Linked DNA regions of Mus musculus: region 2 is linked to region 1. Evidence: chromatin contacts called from public Hi-C data. All regions are on one chromosome and are shown on one strand. The core of a region is the stretch at or near the end of the contact, and the rest is flanking DNA. Distances in the headings are between cores, read along the strand shown. Region 1 holds the start of Cd274 (CD274 antigen). Region 2 overlaps Pdcd1lg2 (programmed cell death 1 ligand 2).

Region 1 (2,761 bases), core at 152-2,651:
TCTCTATAGATCCTTTAGGCAGCATCAACCCCAATGACTTCCAAGTTAAAAATGGAGATGCTTTGAGAATGTGAAAATCTCATTACAACTAAGCCAGCGGACACCCCAGTATTCACCCAGTGCACTACTTTGGAATAGTAGTTTTAGTAAGTAAGTGGGGGAAAGCAGAGAATGAAGAAGGCCCTTGAAGTCCAACAGTGAAATGTTTAAAGATGACAGTGCTCTGTGGAGTTCCCAAGGTTTTGTCTTGGAAAAAGTCCACACTTCCAGTTCGCAGAAAGTCTTTCTCAACATCATTTAGAATAGACTTCCCCCACCTGGATCCCGAGACTGGCCGTGATCCACAGCGTTCACAAAGGGCACGGTTCGAGATGGGAAGTTCTTGAACGGCAAGACAACTGGTTTCATTATGTCGAGGAACTTTGAGGAAGTCACCAAATCCACGATTTAAAAATATATTTCCTATTATACAGACACACCTACTTTCTAGAATTAAAACTGAGTCATTTGCTTGATATTAACTCTATAGGTTGTATAACTCTATATGTAAAGTCATGTCAAGACTGTCACGTATCCACGTATCCAGAAAGGGCTTGAAAGAGATGGGGAATCGGATGGTAATTTGAAGTGTCTGGATTCTGAAGATAAAATTTAAGTCAGAGATCTTATGACTTCAGATATTTTGCTTCTAAAGCGCTCACTGCTCAAGCCTGAAGATTTGAAATTCGGGTCCTCATTACCCATAATAAATGCAGTGATGGCCCATTTCTGAGACCCTAGCCCTGGCAGCAGGGGCGCGGATGGGGATCCCTGGACCACGCTGGCCGGCTAGTTTGGCCAGCTGCGAGCCCGAGGTTAGGTAAGAGAGACCCTCTTTCAAAAATCAAGGTGGGAGCTGTAGAGGAAGGCAACCTATGTGGATCTCCAAGCACACGCTCCCCCCCACCCCCACCCCCGACCTCAGGTTCCACTCCCACCCAAAATAGAGCTGAGTTGTTTACTCTGGACTGTTTCTTTGAGGGAACCTGATTTACAAGAAAGCTAATGCAGGTTTCACTTTCACTTTTAGTTTCGTTTTTAAATAGTGTTTGTTTGTTTTTGTTTTTATCGACAGCCTCTCAGTAGCAGCCCGGTTGTCTTGGAGCTCTCTCTATAGACCAGAGACTCACCTGCCACTGGCTCCTGAGTACTGGAATTAAGGCGTGTGTCACCGCACCGAAGCCTAGTTTCGTTTTTTCTTAAACTGTGAATATCCCAAAGCTGACTCTAAAGTCATCCGCAGGAAATACTATGAGATAAACTCATGCTCAAAGGGACTGGGTGGCTTCGGTTTCACAGACAGCGGAGGTTGGACAAGGCTTCCGCGGAGTGGGCGGGGCTCTGAACTCGAGATAAGACCAGGAAATCGTGGTCCCCAAGCCTCATGCCAGGCTGCACTTGCACGTCGCGGGCCAGTCTCCTCGCCTGCAGGTAAGGGAGCATCTTCTCGCGGAATCCGCTTGCAGGGCACTTTAAAGAGCCAGAATCCCTAGACCTTTTTAGGACGGAGAAGGGAACCGGTTTCCTGGGAAAGTTAAGAACTCAGAATCCGCAGTTTTGTGTGTTTATGGATCTTGTGGGTAGGTAGCTGGGTCAGAAGAGATGAATTAATTGGTCCTAGCGCGACTTGACTGTTTGCTAGCAATGACTGGGTCTTTCCACTTGAAGCATCTCCGGAGGTCCCTTCCTCTGTCGAGGTCTAGGATGCTGGAGCTTAAGATTTTCATTCTATCTGCCCAGAGAACCTAAAGGATTTTTGGAAGAAAATGTCCCAAACAGTTCTTAGATACAGTGACCTAGGCTATGTTAAAGTTTAGGTTGGGGTTGTCATAAGAGGTGAAAGTACAATATTCTATCTTTTTTTAAAAATAAATTATTACAGGTGCTTTCCTATGAATTACTTAGCCAGTTTTTTTTTAATTGCTATATTCCATTGTGCTGGGTTATTAAAGGGCATCACTCTCCCACTGAGGAATGCACAGGTTAGTAATAGTGCCTTACTAGCTCAGTCATCCACTGACCATCTGTGTATGTGACTGTCTGGAATATGGCTAGGTATTTCATTTAGATAAACTCTTATATGTATAAGTACTTCATTATGTTTGAGTGTCTGAAAGGCCTTTGTGTAGAAAAAAAAAAAACAACAACCTGAGAATACATTCCAGAAAGTATCCGCAGCTGATGATGATAGTGACCAAGCGGTGTTTAAGGAGAACTTTATACAGGGAAAATATTCACCTTTCCCAGCTGAGCATCATAGATAGGAAGACATGATAGTGGTTATATGCTGCTCTAAGGAGGGATGGAGAAGGGATGGATTTGAGCACAGGGTTCAGGATCATTTGATAGAATTTGAAAACTGGGTAAATTTTCACTCTTTTGAGAAAGGAAGTTTGCATCTGCTTCCCCTCCCCGCCCCAGGCACTCTTCCCCCCCCCATCCCCCCCCGTGCCCCCCCCCCCCATGGGAAGATAAAGAAGTGGCGTTCCAAGATCTTCATCTGGACTTCCCCTGGGACAAACCTATTTCCCCATCTTGAATGAGCGTCACTTCTTTACTTTAAACTCTGTTCTGTGAAAGGCTCTCAGCTCTTGTCTGGGAATTTGTGAAAGGTTACAGTTTCTTGCCGGAGGGAGGGAGAAGGTGACCCTGGACTCTTAGCCCATGTAAGAGGTGCAGGTTTAGAGGTCAAAGGCCATGCTGATTTACATGGTCCCTGAAT
Region 2 (2,761 bases), core at 172-2,671, 64 kb after region 1:
TCTTGCTGGCAGTAGCTGGTAGAGTCGCAGCCGAGTCATCAGAGCAGAGAGAGGAGAGCGAATTATAGCTAGAGATGAATTTGTGTTCCATTTCCATAGACACCACTCAGTGGCCTTAAGCAAACTGTTCTTCTTAAAACCTGTCAAATACGAACAGTATCACCTACTAAGGAGGGATGACAGAGGACCAATCAGAGGATAGAAGAGTCCCTGGGTGTTGGGACCAGTGTGTTTAATAAAGGTTAACTATCACTCTTTCCCCAGTTACACAGTGTCCTAAGTCTGCCTCACAGATCCTGGGTTTTAGGTTTGGGGCAAGCCTGAGAGACTGTGTTTCTAATTAGTGCTCAGGTGACGCTGAAAGCAACGTTTCAGGTGGCAAGGTGGTCGTCGGTGTTTGCAACTGCAGATGTTTGATCTGCCTAGTTAGACTTATTCAATACTGTCTGCAAGTTAGAAGCTCCAGGGAAACGGCAAGACGAATGTCTGCTTACCCCAATAATAACTTCATCTAAAGAATGCGAATTAGGGTTTGGGCATTAATATTTTTTTCTAAGAAAAAAAAAAGTCTTTGCTATGGTCTATGGTCTAGATATATGTTCCTCAAAGGTTCCTGTTCCCTTATACCTCCAGGGCAGTGGTGTAAGCTTTAAGAGGTAGGGTCTAACAGAAGTTAATTAAATCCCAAACGTCCACACTGATAAAAAGAGTCCCATCTGTCTTTGAAGAGTGGGTAGTTATAACGGGAAACTACCCCAAGAGTATGGCCATCCCTTTCTGCTTCTTCACACAGGCAGGGCTGTGTGCTGGCGCCAAGCTTCTTGGAGCCCCCACCACCAGAATCTTGAACTTCAGTACACAGCACACAGGTATTTTGTTAAAGCAACCATGAGTGGGCAGAGGCAGTGTCCCAGAAGGCTCCTGTGTCAGACTGGCTGAGGCCTTCTGCTTGGTTAGTCTAACCCGCTGACAGCCAGCCCTGAGAAAGAATTGTGTACAGAATCCATTACAAGTGGTTTCATTTCCTCTGTGATTCACAAAAAAGCTGAAAGTTATAGAATTTCAAACGTATGTTGCATCTCCTAAACTACCCATTTTGTGAGAAATCAAGCCCAAAGCTTTGCATGTCTTGGAAGCTATACCTGAGGTGAAGTTAGTCTAAGTAACAAGTCTCAGTCATTGTGAAGTATTCCGATGCACGGTTTGTCAGGTCATTGTTCTTTCCTCTTGTAAATACTACCCCCAAGCCCCCAAAAGTCACCTATCTGAAAGGTAAAATGTATTTCTAAAGCTCAAGGCATTTATTCTGCAAGGGGTGGGGGTGGAGTGGGGTTGAAAAAAAAAGAGAAGCCATGTGTTTATAAAAGGTTGGGGCAGGGGATGAGGGAAGTTCTGCGGTAATGACAGGGGAGTTCCAGAGGAAGTTATGGGCTCTCTCTCCTCTCTCATGAGAAAAAAAAGATAGAGCGGTAAACAGCTTAGCTGTTAACACATCTCCAAATCTACCCAGCCAGTTATCTTCCTTGCACACTCCTCTTTCCCCTTCACCACCTCTCTCCTTGTTTTCCGTTTGGGCATCTGAAATTTAAAAGGGGAAACAGACTTTAGTAGTAGTAAATTCCTAAGCTAAATGCTCAGAAAATAGCTTAGTATATCTTTGATGAGGGATGATTATGCTTCCCGCCCCCTAGGGAGCCGCAGAGTGGATTTGAAACAAAGTATCTTTTAGTTACAAGTGAGTGAAGGGTTTAGAGATGATTTCTGATTTAGTCACTTTTCTCCCTGGCTGGTACCTAAGTAACAGCCTGGCAGAAGCGACCTTAGGGAGAAGGGTTCATTTTGTTTCACCATTGGAGAGGACACAGGAGTCCACAGTGGTTGGGAAGGCGCGGTAGCAGATGTGAGGCAGCTGTCACATCAGGAAGCAGGAAGAAAGGGATGCTGACGCTCAGCTAACTTTCTCGGTTTTACTTAACCCAGGACCCCAGTCCATGAGATGCTGTCACTCCCAGGCGGATCTTCCCTGCTCAGTTAAGACTCCTAGGTGTTTCAAAATCCCATCGAATTAAGACTTAATCATCACAGTTCTCCTAAGAATGGATCTAAACACTAAGTACATAAGAACTTGTTATTTCAGCATGCAAAGGACTCTACAGAATGGAATCATACAGGAATTCCTGAGCTACATCCTTTTTTTTTTTACTAGTATGATCCGAGGGTCTTTTCAGCCTGATCCAGCAAGGACACGCATGATTTACATTGTTTTGCATAGAAGCATATACCTTAGAGCCTTTCTCCTGGGCCCCATGTTACACAAACAAATGCTGGGCATGTGTGCATCTCCTCCACACTACAGATCTGTGTAAAATGTGCATTAATGTTCTAGTTGTAGTCAAAGCAGAGAATGGAGGTAATAAACTGTCCAGTCATTTTTGGTAAAGCTCATTTGTGAAAATCACTGTCTGGTATGCTGGGTGGTAACCCACAGTTGCTGATTCGTGTGGTCTCTTGTGAAGTATGCCTCAGGGAGAAGTGAATGCAGGCAGGCTAGGAGTCTTCTCACCACGCTCCCCTTTCCCTCCCTGCTCCTCCAGAAGTGAGATTAATATTTTGGATACTTGAAAAATGCCAAAGCAAGCAATCTTATTCATTTCTAAGGTTTGAAGGATAATGGAAGTTTGAATTAAAAGAGACTGGCAAGCTGAGTATGGCCACACCCTGGCCACCCCAGCACGCAGGAGGCTGAAACAGGAAAGGTTTG

What was found. Hi-C and Micro-C count contacts between places; a contact is called where the count stands out from the background.
Region 2: a Hi-C map of centroblasts shows a contact between it and region 1, with 1.6 times the contacts expected there. A contact is called at or near these places in 8 of 39 promoter capture datasets (3T3-L1-derived adipocytes, the C10 cell line, the HPC-7 cell line and 4 more), 19 of 484 Hi-C or Micro-C datasets (B cells, CD4 T cells, the G1E-ER4 cell line and 12 more), 15 of 130 datasets of targeted methods (CD8 T cells, the G1E-ER4 cell line, the HPC-7 cell line and 8 more) and 3 of 9 other capture datasets (adipose tissue, liver and pancreatic islet).

Annotation. Positions count from the first base shown.
Region 1 is chr19:29,366,037-29,368,797 of GRCm38.p6, forward strand. Cd274 (CD274 antigen) reads left to right here and starts at 1,402. Exons shown (of 7, transcript NM_021893.3): 1 at 1,402-1,470. It also overlaps a transcript of Plgrkt not described here.
Region 2 is chr19:29,429,745-29,432,505 of GRCm38.p6, forward strand. The region is part of intron 2 of Pdcd1lg2 (programmed cell death 1 ligand 2); the gene reads left to right. Among named protein-coding and RNA genes, the nearest start is that of Pdcd1lg2, 20 kb to the left of the region's middle.